2 separate regions of the Sus scrofa genome follow, and region 2 is linked to region 1. Evidence: chromatin contacts called from public Hi-C data. All regions are on one chromosome and are shown on one strand. Each heading gives the region's core, a stretch centred on a gene start, on an enhancer-like site or on the middle of the called end of the contact. The rest is flanking DNA. Distances are from core to core; before and after follow the strand shown. Region 1 holds the start of LOC110257285. Region 2 overlaps SLC9A3 (sodium/hydrogen exchanger 3).

Evidence for each region. A called contact is a pair of places that touch in the nucleus more often than the background predicts.
Region 2: a contact with region 1 is called in a Hi-C map of retroperitoneal adipose tissue, with 1.9 times the contacts expected there. The contact joins the enhancer-like site here to the promoter of LOC110257285 in region 1. A contact is called at or near these places in 5 of 47 Hi-C or Micro-C datasets (embryonic fibroblasts, epiblast stem cells, heart right ventricle and 2 more) and 1 of 2 datasets of contacts at active chromatin or transcription factors (alveolar macrophages).

What each region holds. Positions count from the first base shown.
Region 1 is chr16:79,500,090-79,503,447 of Sscrofa11.1, forward strand. It overlaps LOC110257285, which reads left to right and starts at 1,421. Exons shown (of 13, transcript XM_021076900.1): 1 at 1,421-2,916; 2 at 3,243-3,344. The coding sequence starts at 2,843.
Region 2 is chr16:79,699,928-79,703,634 of Sscrofa11.1, forward strand. It overlaps SLC9A3 (sodium/hydrogen exchanger 3), which reads left to right. Exons shown (of 16, transcript XM_021077062.1): 15 at 1-47; 16 at 328-3,707. The coding sequence ends at 575. Among named protein-coding and RNA genes, the nearest start is that of EXOC3, 28 kb to the right of the region's middle. Within about 2 kb of position 1,379, at least 46 of the 83 cell types and tissues checked have an H3K27ac peak or open chromatin away from gene starts, as enhancers often do. A contact at or near this core is called in alveolar macrophages, embryonic fibroblasts, retroperitoneal adipose tissue and 1 more, where this site is marked.

The DNA of each region.
Region 1 (3,358 bases), core at 171-2,670:
GGGTTTGCGGAGTGAGGGAGGCGGCAGGACCAGGAAGGACCAAGTCTGTGCGAGCCTCCCTGCCTGTCCCAAGTGGAGAGAGCAGGAGTGTGGCCCGGGCTGTGCAGAGCTCAGACTGTCTTGGGGACCTGCCTGTCGCCCCAACCCCAGGGGCATCCCTCAGGCGCTACACAGCTGCACGTGGGCGCTCTGCTCTGGCCGCTGGGGGGCGCCAGCGTCATTCAGTGCCTGCAGGGATCCAGGAGCGGGAGGTGCCTGCAGCCCAGGCCCAGGGAAGGGCAGGGGCCAAGGTCAGGGCTGAGGACCAGGGTCACCAGGTCACCGCGCAGGAGTCTGGCCGCCCTCCGCTGGCTGGAGGGTCTGGATCCCGCGTTGGGTCTGAGCACGAGGAACTTGGCAGCGGCAGGGGCTGGGGGGGGCGGGGCAGCTCGGGGGGCGGGGCAGCGGGGGCGGGGCTTGCCCCTGGCCGCCTGCCGCAGGACGACCGACCCGAGGCAGCAGTGACAGGCGTGGCGAGGGCTGGCGCCAGCGCTGTTTGTTTACCGAACAAAGATAGTTGCTAGGGGACCTCGGCATGTCCTGCTTTGTAGTGGAAGTGAGACCAGGAACCCCGTTCTTTTTATTATTAACTTGAACCTAAGACTCTCCTAAGATAGAATTACATCGAAAGTGAAAGCCAGCAGCCCGAGGATGGGACACCCATCCTGGGGCACTTTCTATTCTGGGGGCTCAATGGCGGCCACAGAATGCGTGACCAATGGCAGGAACGGCCAGCTCGTCTTAAGCAAATGCAGCCGCTGTTGCCCGCAGTGGCCAGGGTGACCTGGCCAGTCCTCCATGCGTGCCAGCAGGCATGCTCATGCGTGTGCCCGTAGCGGACACTTTATGTCTAAGGGGCCGGGCGGCTTTGTCCACTGGGTCCAGGTGGAAGGCTGCCCTGAGGTCCTGGGGTCCCAGATGCCAGGCCTGGGAACACCTGCCAGGGACACCTGCAGGTTCGGACAGCCCAGGAACTCAGTCGAGGCGCCACAGGGCTGGCCTCTCAGGCTCTGGTCGAGTGCTCAGGTGCCCCCGCTGTGAGACGGGAGTCGCTAGTGGGCTGCTGTCCCCACTTTCTCCCTGGCGGTGGCCTTGGGGGGAGCTGAGGGTGGACGCAGGGACAGAGCACTCAGCTCCAGCCTCCCATCTGGCCCGCTGGCCCTGCCCACAGTGTGTGATGAGAACCATCCCGCTGAGCTCCACAGAGGAGGGGCGGCACCTGGGCTGCAGTGCCACCTCCTGTCACATCTGTCCCCTGCTGCCATCGCCGGCCTCCTGCGCAGGACTCACTCCCGTTGCCCCGGTAACCACACAAACAGTGCTGTGCATCCGGCCATGCCTCAGGCTTCAGGAAGTGGGTGTAGGGACCAGCGTACTGGAATGTGCTGGTGTCACCAGCTGTGACAGTGTAGGCTGGCCACTGACCACGGGAGCATGGCTCATCTGTTAACAGCAGGGGCGGCCTGCAGGGGCCTGCGGTGGCAGGAAGGGCCTCAGCATCGCCACGTCTTCACCTGGCCCTCTCTGCCGAGTCCCGTCCCCTCTGTAGGTGCCCGGGCCTGGCTGGTCCCCAGCAGCCATCTCCCTGTTCTTCTGGCTTTGCGCCCGCCCTCCCCTGGCCCAGCCCTCTGAGCCCCAGCTCACTCTTGCCTTCACGGCGGTCTCTGCCCCCCAGCCTCTGATACCTACACGCCCTCGCCCAGCACCCAGGGCCCTGGGCCTGCACCCGAGGCCAGAGGACAAGGAAGGGCCGAGCAGTGTTGGCCAAACCAGCCCCCACCGAGCCTTGTTGAGCGCCATGGAAGCTTCCTCTGGGCCCTTATCCAGGCTGGACCACGCCTGCAAGCGCAAGCCCCAGAGGGTGGGGCGGGCAGACCCCGGACCCTGACAGCAGTGCAGCCTGGGAGGCCTCACTGCCCAGAGCCCGCACCGCCCTGGGCCTCTGCGGAGTCACAGCAGAGCCTGTGAACCGCGGCTTCGCCAGGACACCCGCGGGCAGCAGTAGGAGGCACACCCCCGCCACGCCCAGGCCGCTCTCACAGGAGCCGGGCCTGTAAGCCCTGAACCTTCCTGGCTCAGAACCGTCCTGGGAAGCAGGGCAGGGCTCCTGGGGAGGCCAGGCCCGTGCTTCCGCCCCTTCTGTTTGGTTTCCATGGGGATGGTGTGTTGGTCCCTGGAGAGGAGGCTGGAGGATCTGCGGGCTCGATTTTACCCTGGGAGTCCTGGAGGGGGTGGGAGCCTGGGGTGTCTTTCCCTGGGGGAGGGGAGAGACAGAGCAGACAGAGACAGAGACAGAGAGGGAGAGACCCAAAGGGAAACAGAGAGACAGAGAGACCTACTGGGCTGGCCCCGGCTTCCTGGCCTGTGTTTGAGCCCTCCCCCCCTTTCCTTGGTGACCCGACCTGTGTGCTGGGCGCTGCCCCCCGCCCTGACGACCCCCACGACCGCCTCCAGGGCCGGGCTTGGTGCCCACAGGTGCAAGCGCATCTGTCCCTCTGGGTCACAGGGCGCAGCCTCCAGTCCTGGAGGGCGAAGGACTCGGGCAGCCTCTGCGGGAGGCGGGTACGGGAGGGGCTGACCAGCTCCCTGCCGCCCACCAGGCGTGGGCTCCTGCGGCCGCCCGGTGGCCCAGGGCATCTTGGGGCGAGCGCCCCGCACCGTGCGGAGCGGGCCGAGTTGCTCCTTGACGAGCCCCCTCCAGGTCACCGGTAGCATCTTTCTCTTCCACCTCGTGGTCCACATCATCGCAGTTTCCATCAATCCGGCCGAGAAAAGCGTGCATCAGAAGAACTATTTGGAGCCTATGCCTGTGTTTGACAGGTCCAAACACGCTCATGTCATCCAGGACCTGTATTGCCATCTGTGTGAGACCAATGTGTGAGTGCCAGGGGCGGGGCCCCGAGGCCCGGAGGTGCTGGCCGCGGGGGGACCAGGCAGTGGACTGGCACCGCCCCCTTGAGAGAAGCGAGGCCCGACTCAGGCCATCTGATGGCCGGGCTGCTGGCTCGGAGGCGTCCGTGGGGGACGGGGAGGGAGGGATCTGACTCTGGCCTCCAGGCCTCAGCCCTGGCACCACTGGCAGGCGCACCTGTGCTGGTTGCCCCCCAACCCCGTGTCTCCTCTGCAGGCAGACGGGGCCTCTGACAGGTCCCCCTCCCCCCACCCCGCACAGACCGCTCACAGGGCGCCCCCCTTCCTTCCAGAGATCCCAAGACCAAGCATTGCAGTGCCTGTAACAAGTGTGTTTTGGGCTTCGACCACCACTGCAAATGGCTCAACAACTGCGTGGGGAGAAAGAACTACCGGTGAGGCCCGCTTG
Region 2 (3,707 bases), core at 129-2,628, 200 kb after region 1:
GTTCCTGGCAAACATCACACAGGACACAGCGACAGACTCCCCCTCCGGTGAGGGCCAGCCCTTTGCTCTCCCCTAGAACCCACCCCTGGTGAGAGGACCCCGTGGTCGAGCGCTGGGGCCACAGGGCGGCACAGGTGTGGGTGGCAGACCAGGGTCTCTGCTCTGAGAGGAGGGCCTGAACCCCCAAGGAATGTGACCCTGACCTTCCAGGTGACCTTCCAGGTGGCTGCGGCCGCAGGATGCGCTGGCGTCTGACGCCGGGGGGCGCTCCCCTCTGCCTTTCTGGGCGAGCCTGGGAAGCTGACGAGCCGCTGCCCTTTCTCCTAGGAATTGACAACCCCGTGTTTTCCCCCGACGAGGACCCCAGCATCCTCAGCCGGGCACCGCCCTGGCTGTCTCCCGGGGAGGCAGTGGTGCCCTCCCAGAGGGCCCGAGTGCAGATCCCCCACTCTCCCGGCAACTTCCACCGCCTGGCGCCCTTCCGCCTCAGCTGCAAGTCCGTGGACTCCTTCGTGCTGGCCGATGGCTCCGAGGAGCAGCCCCGCGCCGCCCCGGCCGAGTCCACACACATGTAACTGGCCCTGCCCTCCCCTGCCGGCTAACAGCTGCTCTCTCCCCAGCTCCTCTGCCCAGCCGCCCGCGCCCGCTCCGGCCGGACCTGCTCCCTCTCTCTCTGCAGCAGCGGCTCTGCCTTCTGCTACTCTGTTCTCACAAGCCTCTGGTTCCAGCTCCATTTTTCTTAAGATTCGTCTGAGTTCCCGCTTCTCCAGCCGAGTTGGGGGTGGGGCGGGGTGGGATCAGTGCTGTTGGAGAACTTGACCGCTTTAGGTTTTGCGGGTTAGGAGACTGTGAGCTCAGAGGGCAAGGGGAAGGGGAAGACGTTTTTCTCCCTAAAGGCCCGGAGGTCCGGAAAGCCCGCGTGACAGATGGGAGTGCGGGAGACCCTCAAGCGGAGAGCAGGACAGGGGCAGGGTTCAGGACGGGGTCCCCGCGGGCCGGCCCGTGGCAGCTAAGCCCGGCTCAGGAAGGTTCCAGTGAGCCTGTCCTCGGCCCGCGCAGGGCTCCCGGGGCACCAGGCGCCTCTGCAGCTCGTCTTCCTCCCGCGGCTTCACCTCCAGGCTTGGCACGCGCCCCGGCCCTGGGGTGCGGTCCTCGGTCCCACCTGGGCTGGAGGCGGGGGCACCCGATGCCCCGTGCTCACACCGGCTTCTCCTGCAGGTGACACGGGGTCGGACGCACCGCTGACCGGACGCTCGTCCCCACACGAGGGACAGCCCGCCGCCGAGATGCCCCCGCGCGTGCGCGCCCCGAGCCCGGCCCCGCCCAGTCCGGCCCCGCCCAGCCCCGAGAAGGCCCCGCCCACCTCCCGAAGCGCCGCGCCCGCTGCGCCGCCGGACCCCGAACCGGGGGCGGGGCCTGCGCCTGGGGTGGGACCAGAGCGCCGCGGGCTGCCGGCTGCGCACGCGCGGTCGGCAGCGGCGCGCCGCGTGCACAGCCGGCGCTCGTTCCAGAGGCCCCGCGCGCGCCGCCGCCCCGCGTTGCTAAAGCTCGCTTCGCTGCAGCCTTCGTGCCACACGCCTCCTCACGCCCTGGAGCAGGAAGAGACGCCGCTGTGACGTCCGCCCACTCGGGGTCTGCATACATGATCTCGCCCCTGAGGATGTCCCCCATAGCCGCGCCCCCCAGGGGTCTCCCCCGCCCCACATTACGGAGGGCTCCCCAGGGTCTGCACTCCCGGGCTTCTGCACCCTCCACCACGGCTGCCCAGCCGGGCGTTGGCACCCACGACCTCGCGCCCCCCGAGGATGCTGCCCCCCAGGGGTCTCCACCCCCCACAACACACCCATGTTCACCTGGGGTCGTGCCCTCCATGCCTCCTTCCCAAGGGGGTCTTCCCATAGCCTCAGTTAGCCCTGGGCACTCACCAGTTAGGTGCTGGATGGACAGGAGCTGGACTCCCAGGGGACGAATGTGCTGCAGGACCTGACCCTTGGAATTCCTTGGGGTCCCTGCAGAGAGGCCCCTGTGGGTCACGAGCCTCCTCCACCTTCTGGGAGGCCCAGGCAGGTGCCCTTGCCAGGAGACTCCTGTGCCCTCTGTCCATCTGTTCTGGATTTAAACTGGGCACTTGTGTGTTACTGTTTCCACTGTCACTCCTGACCCAGGGACAGTCTGTGCTTGAGTTCTTGCCACCCCGTATCCATTCTCATCAGCACTGCTGGGGAAACTGAGAACCACACAAGCTGAGCTTTGCCCACTGTTATGCCAACCCAAGATCCTAGGCCTAGACTGGCCTCTCTCAAAGCCCCCTGGGAGGATGAGAGCCCAACTCCAGGATAGGATGTGGGATGTCCTCATGTCCACTCACCAGGTCTCAGAACCACCTGTCACCTTGTGGACCACGGGCACAGCTGCAGAAGCATCCTGTGTTTGCTTATCCTTGCTGTGTTGAGACTCCCAGAGCTCAGTGCTCATCCTGCACACCCCCCCACCCCAGTGTGGTCTCTGGGCACAGGGGCTGAACGTCCCCAAACAGCTGGTCTCTGGCCTGAGCTTGTCCCACCTAATGCTGGCAGATGGCCCAGGCTGGGTAGAAGTGGCACTGGCTGCATGGGCCTGCCCACGAGGCCCCAGCAGACAAGTGAGGCTTCTGCTCAGCAGTCTTGTTTGGAATCACACTGGGTCCTTGGATGGACCCTGGCCAGATGGTGGCTCAGGCGTCCTCACACCAGGGACGCCGAAGGGACTTGGACCACCTCCCCACCCCACCCCAGCCCCAGGGCCCCATGGATGGGGCCTTGGACAGAGCCCCCAGGCCTCTGGAGGGCAGGGCAGGGCACCTGTGCAGTGAGGCGGGAGGGGCCTCACCTGGCCTCTCTGCTCCTCGGACGCAGGGTTTGAGGCAGTAAAGGAGTAAAGGACAGTGGACACCTGGAAGCTTTTCTGAAGAAGCCAGGCTCCAGCCTGCTCAGGGAGCTGTCCGCGCTGCCCTCTGCCTTGTTCCCGGGGCGAGGCCTCAAAGCCGTCGTCACCAGGGTCTCGAGCAGTGTGCAGCCCTTCGACAGAGCAGTGATTCCCAGGGCGAGGCTACACTTCGCTGTTGAAGAACAAGTGACCCAACAGGGAAGGTCCTTGGGGCCCTGGTTCACCCAGAGTTAGCTCTGTAGCTGAAGTTCGGACCTGCTCACAACCCGAACCACTGGCTTAGCCGTCACGGGCACAAGAGCGACCCGCAGTTTGCCGTACTTGTTCCCACACTCACAGCCACTTGGACCAACACTGTGAGCACAAAATCCAGCCATCACCTGCCCAGCAGACCTGGCGGAAGGCACAAGCTCCGTCTACTCCCTGCAGGAGGGGTTGATCCAGAACAGACTGGGTCCTGCAGTGTCCATAGCCCAGCCGGTCTGGCATCTCCAGCTGCCTTAACAAGCCTCCTGGACCCTATTCAGCTGCAGGGCCGGAGGCGAGCCCTGGGAAAGCGCTCCGGGCACTTCCCAGATGCCCACTAGACCTCAGGCTGATGAAGCTCTCCTGGGCCAGTTCTGTGGCCGGTGTCTTCTGCGGCGGGTGACCTGTGCCACTGAGCACAGCCACCGTTGGGGCAAGTTCCAGGGGAGACCTTTCAACTTGGGAGAGACTGTTCAGTCTGTGGACACAGTGTCATAAAGCCCAGTAGTGTGGCTACATCTCATGAAGGAGAATCC